Linked DNA regions of Mus musculus: all the other regions are linked to region 4. A link is a contact called in public capture Hi-C and promoter capture Hi-C data. All regions are on one chromosome and are shown on one strand. Each heading gives the region's core, a stretch centred on a gene start, on an enhancer-like site or on the middle of the called end of the contact. The rest is flanking DNA. Distances are from core to core; before and after follow the strand shown. Region 1 overlaps Sgsm3 (small G protein signaling modulator 3). Region 2 holds the start of Mchr1 (melanin-concentrating hormone receptor 1). Region 3 has its middle 6.4 kb from the start of Gm31608. Region 4 holds the start of Cacna1i (calcium channel, voltage-dependent, alpha 1I subunit).

What was found. Promoter capture Hi-C pulls out the DNA fragments that hold promoters and counts their contacts. Capture Hi-C pulls out chosen DNA fragments and counts their contacts.
Region 1: a contact with region 4 is called in a promoter capture Hi-C map of hippocampal neurons, with 3 times the contacts expected there. The contact joins the enhancer-like site here to the promoter of Cacna1i in region 4. A contact is called at or near these places in 3 of 39 promoter capture datasets (hippocampal neurons, liver and pre-B cells), 1 of 115 datasets of contacts at active chromatin or transcription factors (forebrain) and 1 of 9 other capture datasets (liver).
Region 2: a capture Hi-C map of macrophages shows a contact between it and region 4, with 9 times the contacts expected there. The contact joins the promoter of Mchr1 here to the promoter of Cacna1i in region 4. A contact is called at or near these places in 4 of 39 promoter capture datasets (embryonic stem cells, hippocampal neurons, liver and 1 more) and 3 of 9 other capture datasets (adipose tissue, embryonic stem cells and macrophages).
Region 3: a promoter capture Hi-C map of pre-B cells shows a contact between it and region 4, with 5 times the contacts expected there. The contact joins the enhancer-like site here to the promoter of Cacna1i in region 4. A contact is called at or near these places in 7 of 39 promoter capture datasets (the 3T3-L1 cell line, HPC-7-derived erythroid cells, embryonic stem cells and 4 more), 2 of 484 Hi-C or Micro-C datasets (the G1E-ER4 cell line and cerebral cortex) and 1 of 9 other capture datasets (adipose tissue).

Annotation. Positions count from the first base shown.
Region 1 is chr15:81,006,904-81,010,978 of GRCm38.p6, forward strand. Sgsm3 (small G protein signaling modulator 3) reads left to right here. Exons shown (of 22, transcript NM_134091.2): 7 at 544-687; 8 at 948-1,143; 9 at 1,386-1,531; 10 at 1,781-2,005; 11 at 2,321-2,375; 12 at 2,504-2,631; 13 at 2,731-2,886; 14 at 3,038-3,092; 15 at 3,326-3,375; 16 at 3,507-3,659; 17 at 3,814-3,884; 18 at 3,958-4,006. Among named protein-coding and RNA genes, the nearest start is that of Sgsm3, 31 kb to the left of the region's middle. Within about 2 kb of position 2,143, at least 21 of the 459 cell types and tissues checked have an H3K27ac peak or open chromatin away from gene starts, as enhancers often do. A contact at or near this core is called in hippocampal neurons, where this site is marked.
Region 2 is chr15:81,233,039-81,237,506 of GRCm38.p6, forward strand. Mchr1 (melanin-concentrating hormone receptor 1) reads left to right here and starts at 2,461. Exons shown (of 2, transcript NM_145132.2): 1 at 2,461-2,817; 2 at 4,095-4,468. The coding sequence starts at 2,736.
Region 3 is chr15:81,208,510-81,212,930 of GRCm38.p6, forward strand. No RefSeq gene overlaps it. Among named protein-coding and RNA genes, the nearest start is that of Gm31608, 6.4 kb to the right of the region's middle. Within about 2 kb of position 2,407, at least 43 of the 459 cell types and tissues checked have an H3K27ac peak or open chromatin away from gene starts, as enhancers often do. A contact at or near this core is called in pre-B cells, where this site is marked.
Region 4 is chr15:80,285,157-80,289,553 of GRCm38.p6, forward strand. Cacna1i (calcium channel, voltage-dependent, alpha 1I subunit) reads left to right here and starts at 2,082. Exons shown (of 37, transcript NM_001044308.2): 1 at 2,082-2,621. Gm31319 (a long non-coding RNA gene) reads right to left here. Exons shown (of 2, transcript XR_384257.3): 1 at 4,354-4,397; 2 at 2,712-3,256.

The DNA.
Region 1 (4,075 bases), core at 893-3,392, 720 kb after region 4:
CTTGTCGGTCTCCTTGGCAGGGTAGGTAGCCCTTTTACTCAGGAGTGTGGCCTAGAGTACACTTGCTCCTTTCCAGGTCCTTGGGGGCTGCAAGGAGAGTAATCTAAAGGTCCCAGTGTGGGGGAAGGACATGGAGATGGCCCCACATGAGGAAGAGCAGGAAATTTTAAATATAGATCTGGGCGCTGAAGTAGGAGGCAGGCAGCAGGTCCTCAATAATGGCACACATCATCCAGAAGGCATCCTCCTCCTCCAGGAACAGCAGGAGACAGGCAGCCACCTAGCCAGAGAGGGGAGCATGGGGCTCCTACCCAGACTCATGTGAATCAGAAAAGGGGCTCCCAGTGGCTAGTGTGGGCTCAATTTTATACTTGATGGGGTCTAACCCTGGAGAAGGGAGGGTTAGCCTTGGCCTGGACTATTACAGAATCCCTATTCCTGGGACGGAAGCAAGCCACCCACAGCTTCTCTACCTTATTGCATGGGCATCAGTCTACAGTTGCATCAAACAAGGTCTCTTGGGGTGGTATGGGGATCTGACAGATCGAAAAGGACCTGCTCCGTACCATGCCCAGCAACGCCTGCTTTGCCAATGTGAACAGCATCGGTGTTCCCCGCCTGCGCAGAGTCCTCCGAGCACTGGCCTGGCTCTACCCAGAGATTGGCTACTGCCAGGGCACAGGCATGGTGAGCAACCTGGGAGGCAACTGGTATACCAGGGTCTTCTCCAGGCCTCTTCTGAGGCATGTTTCCCTAAGGTGCTGTAAGGGTGGGAGGCCGGGATTGACCTGGGAGTCCTCAAGGAGGGCCATGGGATCTTTTTTTTTCCCCCTAGGGGCCCTCTCAACCAGCCTGAAGAGGTGTGCCGAGTATCTATCCTAGAATAGAGCCCCTTTTCTGATTCACATGAGTCTGGGTAGGAGCCCCATGCTCCCCTCTCTGACTAGGTGGCTGCTTGTCTCCTGCTGTTCCTGGAGGAGGAGGATGCCTTCTGGATGATGTGTGCCATTATTGAGGACCTGCTGCCTGCCTCCTACTTCAGCACTACCCTGCTGGGAGTCCAGACTGACCAGCGGGTCCTGCGCCACCTGATTGTCCAGTACCTGCCTCGCTTAGACAAACTGTTGCAGGAGCACGACATTGGTGAGACCTGGCTGCCTTCTTCCCCAAGGTTCAGGGATCCCAAGATGGTGGTACCACCTCTGAGCTCCAAGGTTTCGAGGCAGCGGAGGCTCATGTGGCTTACGTTGCTTTTGTCCTTTTGCATTCTGATCCCTTCCCATCCCTTCCCTTCTCTTCCCCTCCCCTCCCCTCTGCTGCTTTTTGGGAGCTGGCCCGTACTTGCCCAGGCTGATCCTACAGGTGTCTTTGGTGTCTGTTGGCAGAGCTGTCTCTTATCACGCTGCACTGGTTCCTCACGGCCTTCGCCAGCGTGGTGCACATCAGACTGCTGCTGCGCATCTGGGACCTGTTTTTCTACGAGGGCTCCCTGGTGTTGTTCCAGACTACGCTGGGCATGCTGCGCCTTAAGGTGCTTGCAGAGTCTCCTGTCCACTGGTCAGGGCTACCTGGCTTCTAGACAGAACAGGAGAGCATGTACCTAATATGGTAGCCCTGGTGTCACCCTCTGGGGACACACTGCAGTAGTCCAGTCTTCATCATAGCGTTGCCTGAGAGAAGCCTTGAGTGTGGGTGTGCAGGGGGAACTTCCTGGGCATGCCAAAGGGCACAGGTTTCTAGGAGGGTGCCAGGGCCACGCTCCTTACTCTCCCACTCCCAGGAGGAAGAGCTGATACAGTCTGAGAACTCAGCTTCCATCTTCAACACGCTGTCAGACATTCCTGCACAGATGGATGACGCAGAGCTGCTGCTGGGGGAGGCCATGAGGCTGGCTGGCTCCCTCACTGATGTGGCCGTGGAGACCCAGCGTCGCAAGCACCTGGCCTACCTTATTGCAGACCAAGGCCAAACCCTGGGGACGGGCACCACCACTAACCTCTCTCAGGTGGGCCCTGTCTTTGCCAAATCACGGAGTTCTCAGACTGAGGGGGTGTGAGGAACAGACTGTCTCTCCCATGCATCTGCCTGCAAACGCCCAGTTAGAGCATCAGACGGCCACTAAGGGGTGCTGTAGGCTTCCTTGGTAACATGCATTCCTGAACTCTGAACTGGGTAGTTTAAGCCTGAGCTGAAGATACGCCTTGATGTGAGAGTCAGCTTCAGCCATTAGAAATGCCCAGGCTTAGTGAGCCACAAGCACGTTAGTGTCTCCCCTTTTTGAGTGGCTACTTTGCCCACTGACCTGCCGTCCTCTCCACAGGTTGTACGGCGCAGGACGCAGCGGAGGAAGTCTGGTATCACTTCCCTGCTTTTTGGTGAGCCCAAGTGTGGGTGGGTGCTGGCTCTTCTGGGGCTGGGCAGAACCAGCTACTGCGTGCATCCTAGCGGGAGTGGAGATTCGGCAGGACCTGTTACTATGCCAGTGTGCCCCCCCCCCCCCCAGGAGAGGACGACCTAGAAGCTCTCAAGGCAAAGAACATCAAGCAAACAGAGCTGGTAGCCGACCTTCGCGAAGCCATTTTGCGTGTGGCACGCCACTTCCAGTGCACAGACCCCAAGAACTGTAGTGTGGTAAGTGTCAGGCTCCCCTCAACTTGGGGCTCTCCTTCCCCAGCCCACTCTTGGCACTGAGGCTCCTCCTCCACTGTGTGGGCCTTTCCTTTCTGCCAGGAGCTGACCCCAGACTACAGCATGGAGAGCCACCAGCGGGACCATGAGAACTACGTGGCATGCTTACGCAGCCACCGGCGCCGGGCCAAGGCCCTGCTGGACTTTGAGCGGCACGATGATGATGAGCTAGGCTTCCGCAAAAATGACATCATCACGGTGTGTGGGGGGCCTAGCGTGCACACTTCCTGCTGCCTCCTCCCCACCTTCCCTGTAGAGCTGATGTTGAATAAGCTTGATCTCAGCCCGGCGGGTACTGAGGACGCCTGCTTTGGGAAGGCCCTGAGCCCTGGCCCGTTCTCTTCTGCAGATCATTTCCCAGAAGGATGAGCACTGCTGGGTGGGTGAGCTGAACGGCCTGAGAGGTGAGGGCTTTTGTGTGCTGCAGGCTGGCAAGGAAGGCCTTTGCTCTACCTAGGCCTACAGCCGCAGACCCCGAGCCTCCGAGGGTGCTGGGCTTTTCTTCCCTCTTGGTCTTCTTGGCATGCCTGTCCTGCTTGAAGGTTCTGGGTGATTTGGGAGCCCTTTGTCCTTGGTCCTTGGGGAGAAGGGCTGGGACAGCTTCTGCTGCTCCCCACATAGCTGCTTCCCCCCACAGGCTGGTTTCCAGCCAAGTTTGTGGAGGTCCTGGATGAGCGAAGCAAAGAGGTAAGAATGTGGAGCTGCTCTTTGTTGCAGCCTAGTGTGAGACCATCCTACCCTGTGACAGCTGCCAGGGTGACAGGGGGTGGCTGGCTGCAGGTGTCAGGCTAGCGCTTCTCAAATGTTCTCTCCATCAGTACTCCATTGCGGGGGACGACTCTGTGACAGAAGGAGTAACAGACCTCGTGCGAGGAACCCTCTGCCCAGCCCTCAAGGCCCTGTTTGAACACGGATTGAAGAAGCCATCCTTGCTTGGAGGGGCTTGTCACCCCTGGCTGTTTATCGAGGAGGTGATCACAATTGGTCCCCGTGCCTTCTCAGTCCTGCAGGGCCACTTGCTCACCTCAGTCCCTTCCTGGGTTCCTGCAGGAGGCAGAAGGAGTGTTGTAGGGCAGTGGCGTGCGCTCACCCATCCCTGTCCTCATGTTGTCTTGTCTACCACAGGCAGCGGGCCGTGAAGTCGAAAGAGACTTTGATTCTGTGTACTCCCGCCTGGTGCTCTGTAAGACATACAGGTACATACGTACTGCCTGTGTTACCCACCAATGTCCAGCATGGCAACCAGTGACGGCACTCTTGTTCTTGCAGGCTGGACGAAGATGGCAAAGTCCTGACCCCTGAAGAGCTGCTGTACCGGGTAAGCTGCTTGCCAGCATTCTTAAACTCTCTCTGGCCAGCCACTTGGCACTTAAGTGACAGTGTCCCC
Region 2 (4,468 bases), core at 1,211-3,710, 950 kb after region 4:
GATGGATACCTGGAGCTAATGCTGAAATCGGGCTGGGGAGGCTCCTGGAAGTAGCCTATAGGAAGAAGACAAAGGTGCTCCAGCTACCGTGGCAGAGACTGCTTGTCCTCGAGTGGCTGTTAGATTGTATACAGAAATTTACCACTACTTTTTTTTTTAACATTGCAGTAAAATTCACATAATACAAAACTGTCCATTTTAACTCTTTGCATGTGATACTGAAGTCTAAACCCGGGGCCTTGTACATGCCAGGCAAGAATATTCTACCACTGAGATACATTCCTGCCCCCTTAACGAGTTGTGTCAAATTCAGCAGTATTCAGAACATGCATTAAGGGGCTGGAGGGATGGCTCAGGGGTTAGGAGCACTGAGTGATCTTCCAGAGGTCCTGAGTTCAATACCCAGTAACCACATGGTAGCTCACAACCATCTGTAATGGGATCCGGTGCCCTCTTGTGGTGTGTCTGGAGATAGAGGCAGTGTACACATTTATATAATAAATCTTTTTTTTAAGCATGTATTAATCAGTGCTGCTCAACCATCAATGCTGTCTATTTCTAGCTCTCTACCTCTGCACACAGAAACTCAGTACACTTTCAACAACAACTCCCCGCTGATCCTTCCCCACTGACCTCGGCTACTTGACAGAGGGTTTTTGTTATCTTGTTTCCTTTTTTTGAGACAGAATTTCTCTGTGTAGCCTTAGCTTTCCTGGAACTCACTCTGTAGAGCAGACTGGCCTTGAACTCAGAGATCCGACTGTTTCTGCCTTCTGAGTGCTGGGATTAAAGACCAGTGCCATCACCGGCTCACTGTCTGGCCTGGCAGTTTTGAGAAAGGAGTCATAAGACTCAGAGAAACTGCAATGCTTGAGGGGAAGTTGACCATGTGAGGCTAAAGAACACACTGGTTAGTCCCCTAGAGAAACCCAGAGAGCATCTGTCTTGGTTTTCTATTGCTCTAAAGACACTACAAACAGCGCTACTTATAAAAGAAAGTGTTTCAGAGGGTTAGAGTCTATAATGGTGGAGCAAAGATGGGGTATCAGGAGCCGATAAATGCTTACATCCTGCAAGCAGGAGCCCAGAGAGCTAACTGGGAACGGAGGGATGGGTTTTTGAAACCCCAAAAGCATCCCTACCTAGTAATATACTTCTCAATTCTTCCCAAACAAGGCTCACTAACTGGGGACCCAATATTCACATGTATGAGCCTGTGCGGGACATTTTCATTCAAACCACCACAGTATTCCCTCCACTAATACCACAAAGGACACCTGGGTCTGGGGGCATCATGGAGTTGGGGGCATCAGAGTCCACCAGAAATACACTAACCATCCCACTGTGCCTATGGTCAAACTACCATCTGGTTCTCTCTCTCTCTCTCTCTCTCTCTCTCTCTCTCTCTCTCTCTCTCTCTGTGGGGGGGGGGGAAGCCCTGAAATTCTCATCCTCCTGCCTCCACCTCCTAAGTGCTGGGATTACTGGCATGCATGTCCAGTTTATGAGTATAGGGGATGAAACCCTGAGTTTCGTGCCTGTGAGACAAATACTCTACCAACTGAGCTCCATCCCCAGCCCCCATACAGCCTTATTTTAAGTTCTTCATGCTGGTGGATCAAGAGGCCTAGAAGAAGAGGTATACTAGGGACAATCAACAACTCGGCCTGAAAAACCAGGCATGTTCATATCCAACATCAGTAAGGAAGAGTATGGCTGGAACTCGGGGTAGCTATAAGGATGTCTCTCTGTGCTTCTGTGCTCGTTGATAAGGGTTAACAGGCAACCATGTTAGCCAAGGACTTAGGCTCTGCATCTGGCCCTGGTGGTGTAGCATTTGATTGTGAATCTCCCGGAGCTGTCAGCAGGAGTCTGCAGAGAGTTCTCTAATGCCTGTGCCCTCTGAGGCTACTGTCCATTCTAATCTCTGAGTGGACTTATTTATTCTCTTATGCTCTGATAATTGTTTCACAGAATCCCAGACAAAACCTCAGAACACTAGAAAATAAAACCCTCTGTGGCTGGCCTCCACTGATCTGTGCAGAGGGAAGTTTGTTCTGTCTGCACACCAGCCCCTGACTATTGGCACCACAGAAAGCCTGGAACCTCCTTTGCACAACTAGCAATTGTCATCTAGCCAAGGAGATGTTTGGAAGTTACCAGGACACAGGAAAGGTTTAGGGTGACCTCCAGAGTGCTTGGGAACCAAGGATGTGTCAGTCCAGGCTTGAGTCCCCAGCATTGAGAACAGTACCCCTGGCTTTTGCCACGTGGTCCAGCTTCTTTAAAGCAAGCATTGCTCCCCCACCCACCCCCTTTGCTTTTGCAAAGACCTGGATGGCCATGCAAGATAAGCGGTAGCCCCTGTGAGCTCAGAATTCAGCCCTGGGAGACAGCGCAAAGGCAGGCTCCTCCGCATGGGATGGCTTGAGCCTAGCTGCTGGCTCTGCAGGCAGTCAGGAGTAGGAGCCGCAGCCGGGACCGAAGAGGTTAACATGCATCTGCCTCCGAATGTTAATGTGTCTAGGTGATGTCAGTGGGAGCTGGGAAGGAGGGAGTGGGGCGAGCAGTTGGGCTCAGAGGCAGCAGAGGCTGCCAGGCGGTAGAGGAAGACCCTTTTCTGGACTGCGGGGCTCAAGCTCCGGACAAGGCGGTGGAGGGCGCTGGAGGCTGCCGCAGCCTGCGTGGGTGGACGGGCGCTCCACTCCAGGGAGCAGGCGACCTGCACCGGCTGCATGGATCTGCAAGCCTCGTTGCTGTCCACTGGCCCCAATGCCAGCAACATCTCCGATGGCCAGGATAATTTCACATTGGCGGGTGAGTCGAGTTGGAGTCCTCCCTCCTCCGGGATGGGTGTGGAAAATGGGAAGGTTTCACCTCCCAAGCCAAACTGCCTGGGAAACTTTATCTTACAGTTCTTGGTGATAAGATCTGCAGTCGGCTTTGCCTGAAGAGGAAGAGGAGAGGAGGGGACACCAGCTAGGACAGAAGGGGCAGGGAGGAATAGAGATGGGGCAGAGGCACATTTAGAAACAACAAGGGTTGGTGACAAGACGTGAGGCAGGCTTGAGGGGAAAGCTTGCTGATGAGTCCCAAATATGCTTTGCAGGGGGGGGGGGGGGGGAATCAAGGCTGGAGAAGCAAGCAAGCAAGACAGCAAGACAGCGGGCGGGTAGTATGTGGGAGCCAGCAGAAGCGCTTTGATTCACCGCTATCCTGGGCTCAATCCTCTGGCCTCGCACTGGGGAAATGGGGTCTGAGTGGTCCTTGCTGTCTTCTGGCAAAGGCTGCTGGGAGCAAAAGACTTCACAGGGCGTGAGAGGATTAACTTTTCTGGTGAATTAAGCTTCTTGACATTTGCAGAACGTCAATGCCTTAAAATTCTAGCTCTGAAGGAGAAGGGAATGAAGGGGAAAGAGGGAAGGTTGGTGTGGAGAAATTCCCAAGCTTCTGGGGTGTAACACAGCTCCAGTCCCTACCCTATTGGGAAAGCCCAGACTCAGGAGACATGGTCCAAGGAAATCCCTGACAGAAAACCGGGAGAGGGCAGGGCTGTGGAGCCTGAAACACACCCCACACCCATGGTGACAGTCACTTCTCACATATGCCTAGGAACCTATCTGAAACCTTTGGCCATCTCTCTCTGAAAAGATGAGGCTGCAAATACACACACACACACACACACACACACACACACACACACACACACACACACACACACACACACAAATGTCCTTCAAGCCTTTTTGACAAGGTTTTCTGGTGGATCCCGGGGATATGAAGTTGTTCTCAGCAGATATCTGGGAGTCTTGACTCCTGGCCCTCTGAGTAAATGGATGAAGCGAAGAAGAATGGGGTCCTCTGAGTAACAGGTGGATCTAGAAAATCCTATAGGAGTCACCAGGGCACGGTGGAGGAGGGTAAGGTACAGAACTAACAATAGCCCGAGAAGGGGAAACAGCAGGAGATGATTCCAGAGACGTAGTGACCCCAAGCTGCAAGGGAAAGCATGAGGGGCCAGCAGGAAGGCCGACATGGCAGGTTGTCAGCTTCTAGATCGGAAGGCGGGTCACACTTGCTCTTTCTATCCTCAGGGCCACCTCCTCGCACAAGGAGTGTCTCCTACATCAACATCATCATGCCTTCAGTGTTTGGTACCATCTGTCTCCTGGGCATTGTGGGAAACTCCACAGTCATTTTTGCCGTGGTGAAGAAATCCAAGCTGCACTGGTGCAGCAACGTCCCTGACATCTTCATCATCAACCTCTCTGTGGTGGATCTGCTTTTCCTGCTGGGCATGCCTTTCATGATCCACCAGCTCATGGGTAATGGTGTCTGGCACTTTGGGGAAACCATGTGCACCCTCATCACAGCCATGGACGCCAACAGTCAGTTCACCAGCACCTACATCCTGACTGCTATGGCCATTGACCGCTACTTGGCCACCGTCCATCCCATCTCCTCCACC
Region 3 (4,421 bases), core at 1,157-3,656, 920 kb after region 4:
TCCTCCTGCCTTAGCTGCTTCTTCTTCTTCTTCTTCTTCTTCTTCTTCTTCTTCTTCTTCTTCTTCTTCTTCTTCTTCTTCTTCTTCTTCTTCTTCTTCTCTTCCTCCTCTTCCTCCTCCTCCTCCTCCTCCTCCTCCTTCTTCTTCTTCTTTTTCTTCTTTTTTTTTCCACATGGAAAATGTTAGCATTTCATTAAACTCTGGGAGTGGCTTTAAGCCACCAGAACACAGACACTTCCAACACCCTTAATCCTCTCTTCAGCTCTTCTACTGAAGAATTTGGCCCTCCCGATGACAGGTTGCTTAGGGAACTTTCCCTTGTTAGAACTTGGTAGTAGCCGATCGCACAACATCAATGATGGGAGCAGCTCCAGTCTTGTTCTTTGCCGCATTGACCAGTGTCTGCTCACTGACCAAGGCCCACAATTTATCCAGGTTGACAGTTGGGCAGAAGCTCTGGTTTCTCTTCAAGTGGGAATGCCTTATACCAACTTTCCCAAAGCATCCTGGGTGATAATTGTCATTGATCCTGTGGTGCTGCATGCTCCAGCATTCCCGCGGCCTCCTGGGTGCTTGCGGTGCTTCCCATGCAGCCGTAGCCTTGGCTCAGGTGGCCCCAGAGTCTCCCGTCTTCCTCAGTCTGGACGGCATGGAGGTGGCAGAAAGGAAAGAGCCTGCTTCTTAAATGCTACTGTTGCAGGCATATACTGATATATCTCGTTTTTTATCTTTTGTTGGTTTTTTTTCTCTTTTCTTGTTTCTTTTTTTCTTTTCTTTTCCTTTTCCTTTCCTTCCCCCCTCCCCCCTTTTTTTTTTAAAGATAGGATTTCTCTGTGTAGCCCTGGCTGTCCTGGAACTCTCTCTGTAGACCAAGCTGGCCTCAAACTCAGAAATTTGCCTGCCTCTGCCTCCTGAGATCAAAGGAGTGTATATGTCGCCACTGCCAGACTGTTTGTTGTTTGCTTTTGTTTGTTTTAAGATGTCTTTACTTATGTATACAGGTTTCTTGCTGCACGCATGCTTGCAGGCCAGAAGAGGGCACCGGATCTCATTACAGATGGTTGTGAGCCACCATGTGGTTGCTGGGAACTGAACTCAGGACCTCTGGAAGTGCAGCCAGTGCTCTTAACCGCTGAACCATCTCTCCAGCCCCGGTTCTGGCGTTTTGAGATAGGGTGTCACCAAGGATCTCTGGCTTGCCTGGACTTTGATGTGTAGACCCACCTGGCTTCTGGCTTATGACAATCCTTTTTCAGTCTCCCAGGTCCTAGGAATACAAGCATGCGCCACCATATCTGGCTTGTGAGATTTCCTACTGAAGTATATTAGAGTTCAACAGTATACATATGCTATGTAAGAATCACTTTAAGTGAGAAGAAGGCCATTATTTTAAACTTCATTTGGAGAGACTTTCTTACTATTGTTCCCTGAGTTTATGAGTGCCATTAAATAGTGCATTAAATAGAAGGCACAGAGAGATTACAAACATAAAGACCAGGGAAAATACAGAGAAAGAAGAAGATGAAATCCAGGGGTCCAGCAAGGTGAAGGACAGCTGGGATGCTGGGATTCTGGGATGCTGTGTGTTGGCCTGTGGCACTCTAGACAATATCCTTAGTGCTCTTCCTGGCTCTTAGCACCAGTTTGCAGAGCAGAACACCTTTCATGTCTCTGATCCTCAGGATGATGGTTCCTGGCACAGACAAGCCTCCTGCTGGCATTCAAGCTTCTCTAGTCTACTCCTTCCTGTTTTGGAACCCGCCTCCTCCTTGTCCCCCGCCCCCTCCCCACCCCCCAGATTTATCTTTTGAAATTTCCATACATGGAACAATGTATCTTGATCATCTCCATTCCCTGGTCTCCACTCCCTTGCCTTTCCCTTTCTCTTCCCTTTTCCCACAGGGTCCCTCGGTGATGGTAAAGTAGGTCAGACCCAGCCTCACCAGCGCTCAATCTGTGGACAACGGGAACACACCAAGCCCGTAAGTGAGTAAGCTGAGCACATGTGCTGTTTTTCACTCGTTCAGAAAACCATTTTTTATTTTAATAAGAGTAAAAACCACATGAAACAAATGTCACACATAATGAGTTCTCAAGAAGCAAATCCCCTTGTAATTACCTTGAAAGTTTCCAGGTCAAGAGATGGAACTCAGCCAATCTCCCAGCAGCCTTCCTGCCTCCCCAGAGGAAGCTCTTACCCGTGGTTTGGTTTGCTTGCTTTCAGTTCTGCTATTTTGGAGACAGGATCTCAGGTAGCCCAGGCCGGGCTCGGACTCCCTATATGGCAAGAGACGGTGTCTTAGCTATGTTCCTGTTGCTGTGTTCTGTGTTGTGTGTTCCTGACAAAGGCAATGTAAGGGAGAAAGGCTTTATTCTGACTTACAAGCTCGAGGCATTACAATGTAGACGAGAAGGAAACCGGCTTCCTGCCACTTAGCTACCTTGCTATATTTTATAGAGTGGAGGATCCCCAGCCTAGAGGACCATCCCACCTACAATTAACATGCATCATCCCACATTATTAGCATAATCAAGATAAGTCCCCACAGGTAGGCTTAGAGTCCTTTCTCCCAGGTAATGTGGATAATGCTAACCTTAATGTGTGGCCTTGAACCCTGAGTGTGTCTGTGTGTGTCTGCCTGTGCTTATGAGCACATGTGGTGTGTATTTGTGGTGTGTTATGTAGTGTCTGAGTGGTGTATGTGTATATGTATGGTTTAGTGTGTGTGTGTGTGTGGTATGTGTATGTATGTGGTGTTTGTGTGTGGTATGTACGTATGTATGTGGTGTATATGTGTGGTGTGTGTGTGGTATAGGGTATATGGTATGTGTATTTGTGGTGTATGTAGTGTGTTTATATGTGAGCACATGTGTTTGTTATGTATTTGGTGTGTGTGTATGTGTGTGGTGTGTGTATGAGGGGTGTGCATGTGTTTGTAATATGTGTTGTATAGGCAGTGTTAATGTGTTATGTATGTGGTATATGTGTGTGGTGTGTGTATGAGCTATGTGTATGTGCTATGTAGGTATGTGGTATGTACATATGGTATGTGTATTGATGTATGTAGTGTGTATTTGGGTGTGAGGTAGTTATGTATATATGTGGTATATATATAGTGTGTGCACATGTGTACGGTGAGTGGTATATGTCCCTATGTATGTGTCCATGCCTGTGGAGGCCTGCAGTTGATACTGGGTGTCTTCCTCAACCCCTCTCTGCTTTATTCTCTTGCTGTGATTCTCATTAGCCATTTTGCCTCAGAAATTCCCATCCACCCCTCCCGTGTGCTGAGGGAGAGCTGCACAGCTGCCCTGCTTTATGGGGGTGCTGGGGACCTGGATGTCGGTCCTCATGGTTGCTCCTCAAACATTGCATCATTGAGCCGTCTCCCTACCTCGCTTGAACTCTTTTTTTTTTTTTTGGTTTTTCGAGACAGGGTTTCTCTCTATAGCTCTGGCTGTCCTGGAACTCACTTTGTAGACCAGGCTGGCCTCGAACTCAGAAATCTGCCTGCCTCTGCCTCCCTAATGCTGGGATTAAAGGCCTGCCCAGCTCACTTGAACTCTTGGCCCTCCGCCTTCACCTCTGCAGTGCTGAGGTACACGCCGCCATGCTTGGCCCCAACCTTCCTTCTAGCAAACTCACTTCCTTGAATGTCTTTATCACTGAAATCTGGGATATAGACAGTGTGGTCCCACACTCTTTTCTTTCACACCCCTCGACTTGAGCCTGCCGAGCGTCTACCACTGAACCACTCTGACAGCCTTTTCTTTTTCCTTCATTGTGACACAGGATCCACCTGCCTGAGCTCTGGGCAGATGAGATTATAGGCCTGTACCATTACATCCAGCCAGACCCTTAACATTCTGTTTAAAGTCATCTGTCTCCCTAGGGTGGAGATATGACCAATCCAAGGCCAATCAGAGTGTTCCCTGGGACTTTGCCAGGGTCCGTTGGAAAAGATGCTTTCTTCCCCCACTTACTCTATAGGTATTTATTTTATTTTTTGAGAAAGAGTTTCACTGTGTAGCCCTGTGTGGAATGGAACAACCTAAAGACATATAAAGATAAACCCATGTAGGTTCTGAGCTGCCCATAGCCAACTTGCTTGGATTAAAGAAGCCCAAAAAGGACAAACAGCCCCATCATAAAGGCAGAGAGAACAAGGGCCAGGATCTCCCTGATGTGATTCAAGTCTCTGTGTACAACCAAGTCTGAAGCCCTAGACATACAAGCCCAGGGATCCAAGGATCCTAGCACTTGGTGGGCGTCTGCTGTGTTCTGAGTTGTCCAATCACAAAGGCACACCTGACTGGACCAGCATTCTGAGTGATTGTTGATGTGGCTGTTTTGTCTACACTCACACTGTTTTGCCTTCATACACTCATTCTGGGGTGAGATTTTTCTTGCCTGATTGGTC
Region 4 (4,397 bases), core at 832-3,331:
CTTCTGTGGTCCAGTTCATGTGTCTCACCTCTGATGAGCCATTCTTGGAACCCACTGTGATCTGAAGCCCTCCTGTCCAACCTGGGGACCTCTGGTTGGCTGGCTGGTTCAATTCACACTACAGGAGGCCTCCTAACTTACCACACATTCCCTGGGAGTCTTTTTATAAAAATTGTCTCACCTCCGCAGTCTGGCCCCTCTGCCAGAACAACTGGTTCCTGGGGCATTTGCTACATTTTTTCCTCCTGGAGCCCAAGCCTCATGAAGAGACCCCACCACACACTCTCCATGGAAGTCGGAAGGGCCAGACAGGGTGGCCCATCTTGCAAGGGGGGTAATGATAGTGGGGAGCTGGTTAGTTTTTGTTAACTATTTTTAAAAAGATTTATTTTATTATTCATTTTATGTATGTGAGTTCACTGTTGCTCTCCTCAGACACAGCAGAAGAGGGCATCGGATCCCATTACAGATGGGTGGGAGCCACCATGTGGTTGCTGGGAATTGAACTCAGGATCTCTGAAGAGCAGTCAGTGCTCTTAATTGTTGAGCCATCTCTCCAACTTGTTTTGTTTGTTTTGTTTTGTTTTGTTTTGTTTTGTTTTGTTTTGTTTTTCAGCTCTCCCCCACCAATCCCCTCCCCTTCTCCCTTTTGCTCTGGCCCCCACTTGCTCTGGCTATCCAGCCTGGTTTTTGTCAACTTGACACAAACTAGAGACACCTAGAAGGAGGAGAGCTCAGGTGAGGAACTGCTTCCTTAGATTGGCCTGCGGACACAGCTGTGGGCTGTTTTCTGGATTAACCGAAACCCGCTGTGGTACCACCCCTGGATAAGTGGTCCTGGGTTGTATAAGAAAGCAAGCTAAGCAAGCCACCAGGAACAAGTCAGGAAGCAGCAGCCCTCTGGTAGCCTCTGCTTCAGTCCCTGCCTCCAGCTTCCTGCATGATGGCTGCTTAAAGCCCAATAAACCCTTTCCTCCCAGAGTTGCTGTTGGTCAATGTCCTACCATTCCAGCAGCAGAAAGCTAAGACAAACTGACAGTGGGTATGGACCGGGGAGCACCCACTTCATACATGGGGCGGCTGCTCTCCAGCAGAGCGACCTCTGGCTTAAGGCTCATCTCTAGTCTCAAGTTTTGTTGACAGCAAAATGAGGTGCCCTGTTCCAGGGTCCCAGGGAAAACAAGCAGTTGATTGGCATTTGGCAGGATCTCGATACCTTTAATCTGCTTATATACATAGGAACCAATGAAAAGGGCTCACAATCCTGCACACTCCTTCCTGGAGTCTATAACCCATGCAGGGGGGAGGTGGGGCTACCTGGTAAGAGGGCTGGGATTGGGGAGTTGGTGCTGCAGAAAACAAGAGAGATGGGTGCCCATTTCATGGTCTCTCAGCTGCCCAGGGGTGAGGTGGAAGATTGACCTTGCAGCTGGGTAAAGATGGGCATCTGCTCACCTCGTGGACGGGAGGGGGGCGTGTAGGTCACTCAGAAGCTTTTAAAAGGAGGTAGGATTTTCCTTTTCTTTTTTTGAGATTGGGTTCTCATTATGTAGGCCTGGAACTGGCTTTATGGACTAAGGATAATCTCGAATTTAAAGGTCTGCCTGCTTCTTCTGGGATTACAGGCATGCAACGGCCACTGCTGGTGGTCTTTTGCGTCCATCTTGAAGGGCAGGAAGAAGTGGGACCAGAATGGGAAGCTTGGTGGGAACTTGGGTTTCTGAACGACCTTTGGAGACCGGTTCGAGCATTATGCTGGTGACCCCCTCATTGGGCAGTGGAGCAAGCACCCCAACAGGAAGCCCAGTGAGAATCCGAAGTGTAACAAGACCAATAAGCGTTAGGCACCTGGGCTGCTCATTCAAAGGCTCTCCCGTTTTTACGCATGATGGACAAAGCCCAGGGCCAAAAGGGTCAGGACCCTCCCCAGCGGTGCGACCCTAAATTGTTAGGAGGTGGCTGCACTCCCGGGGGCTCCCGCCTCTCCGGAGGGGACTCAGTCGCGCCACCGTCACTCAGTCTGTCGCCCGCACACCTCCCCCTCCAGCGCCCCGAGCCTGCAGCTTTCCCCGAAGACATTTGGTGTCAGTATAAGGACGGCTTTTCCTCGCACGCGGCGCGGCTCGGTCTCGCCGCCGCCGCACGTCCCCGCACCGCCTGGCGCTCCGGCTCCTCCGCAGCCCCCGTCGCGCGCAGCCCCTTTGCGCCTCGAGTCCGGGCCGGGGGCGCCAGGGGCGCCGAAGCCGGGGACCCGGGTGACCCGACCCCGCGCTCCGCCGCGCCTGCCGCCCCGCACCTGCCCTGCCGCGGCCCCGCGCCCCCGCCCCCGGCCCGGAGCGCCGCGCGCCCGCCGCCCGCCGCGCGCTCCAACTCCGCGCGGTCCGCCGCTCGTCCGCGCCACCCGCCCCGAGCCGCGGCGACCCGCCCGCCATGGCCCGCGCCCCCGGGCCCGCCACCCTGCGTGCGCCGCCCCCCTCGCCCCGGGGGCGCAGCTGATCCCGGAATCTGAGGCGTGGGGCCGGCGGGGCGCGGGGTCCCTCTCCACGCCGGCTTCGGGGACACGCGTCACCCCCGCATCTCTGCCCGGGACGACCCCGCTGCCCAGCCACGTCCATGCCAAGGTAGGGGAGGCAGTGACGGTGGAGGGGGAAGGAGAGGCTCAGCCCCCAGCTTGGTTTCTTGGCGCGTCGGGCTCTTTCTTTATAGAGGCGTTTTTGTTTGTTTATTTATTTATTTATTATTTCTGGGGACTGATCCCCCTCACCCGCCCGCGCGTACCCATCAGGTGGGCGTCACATCCCTTGCTTGGGGGGTGGGGTGGGGGCCCTGCGTTGGAAGGACAGGGAACTTTGACCGGGGCCCCTCTCCAAGGCCACGAAAGTTCTCTTGGTGCCAATACTGAAACCCAAAGCCGGCTCAACCAGCGCTGCAGAAATTTATTCAACAAGTCAGGCTGCTGGCGGGGGCCCGGGCGGTCTGTCCGTCCGTCCTGCTGTCCCTCTGCTGCGGCTCTGCGACCAGCTGGATCAGAGCTGGTGCCAGTGTCCGGCAGGGCTGAGCTAGGAGCGTTAGCTAGAGACGGAGGACGGCGGGCGGGATTGAGTGAGAGAACCCCGGGCAGGGTTTAACTTTCCTCCAGGCCGGGTGGTGGAGGGCCCTTCCTTCGCCAGTCACCCTAGGCGCCCACCTAGGTCGCGCTGCATGAAGCCAGGTCGGGTTGGAGCGGGCAGTCCAAGGGGCCAAGAGGAGTCCTCAGCTGCCAGGGAGAAGGTTATATAATGAGTGTTTGTGATGATTGGGATTTAATTGTCTGTTGGATGGTGTGTGTGGAGTGAAGGGGCAAGAGGGCTCAGCAGGGGGTGGGTAGATCTCTTTTCTGGGAGGTCAGGAAGCCTGGGGGAGGGGGCTCAGAAATAGGCCCAGCGGAGACAGCGGCCAGCCCCTGTGCTCTGTCCTTTCTCAGCAGGATCTTAGGTTTTTGAGAGGAGATCGGGGTCCAAGGAGAGACCCCTGAATGTATTCTGGCCTGTGGAGTCTGGGTTTTGAGTTGTATGCATGTGTGTAGGTGTGAGTGCATGCGTGTGTGTGTGTGTGTGTGTGTGTGTGTGTATGACAGAAAAAAGGAGAGAGGCAGAGAGAGAGAGAGAGAGAGAGAGAGAGAGAGAGAGAGAGAGCCTGCCTCTCTGTGTCTGCGTAGTGTGACAGGGTCTGCTTCGCATGTGACTGCCGTCCTAGAATGGAGGGCTCAGGCTGGCCTGAGCAGTCCTTTCCTCATTGCTCATTGTGTGGGAGATTTGTCTCTGCAGATTCTACCACTGCCTGCAGACTCAAATGCCACACACAAGGAAGGGTATGGGTCCCAGGGCCAGGCTGGGGAAAAGGTTTGCTGAGGGGGTTCAGGCCTGTCTTCTGGTTCTCACTCACTAAACTGGAATCACTTCGTGAATCAACATCCGGACTCAGCTTCAAGGACTCCTTCAAAACTCTTGTCCACCCCTCGGGACAAACTTTCTGTTTGGGCTCCAAGTCCTGGGCCTGGGCAGTAGTGGTTTCCAGGCACGGGGTATCAGTGGGTGAGATGTCAGGATGGGATAGGAAGATATGAGCTAGAACTAAGCTTGGGGCAGCAGATTAGGGGTGGATGAAGAGACAAGAAGGGGACCCTGCGCTGGCCTGGCACCCAACTGGAGAACCTTCCATAACCGTAGAAGGCCTGAGGGAATCACTACGGCTGCTCAGAGCAGTGCCTGCGAGCAGGAGGCTCCTCAGGCAGCTAGAACAGTTTGGGGGAGGGGCTAAAAGCCTGTCTGGAGGCCCCTCTTTCCCTCGACTGAAGTTCTCTACCCTTCTTACCTGAGTTCCTGTCTAACCTCCTTGTCTGCCTTCCCCACTTGGCT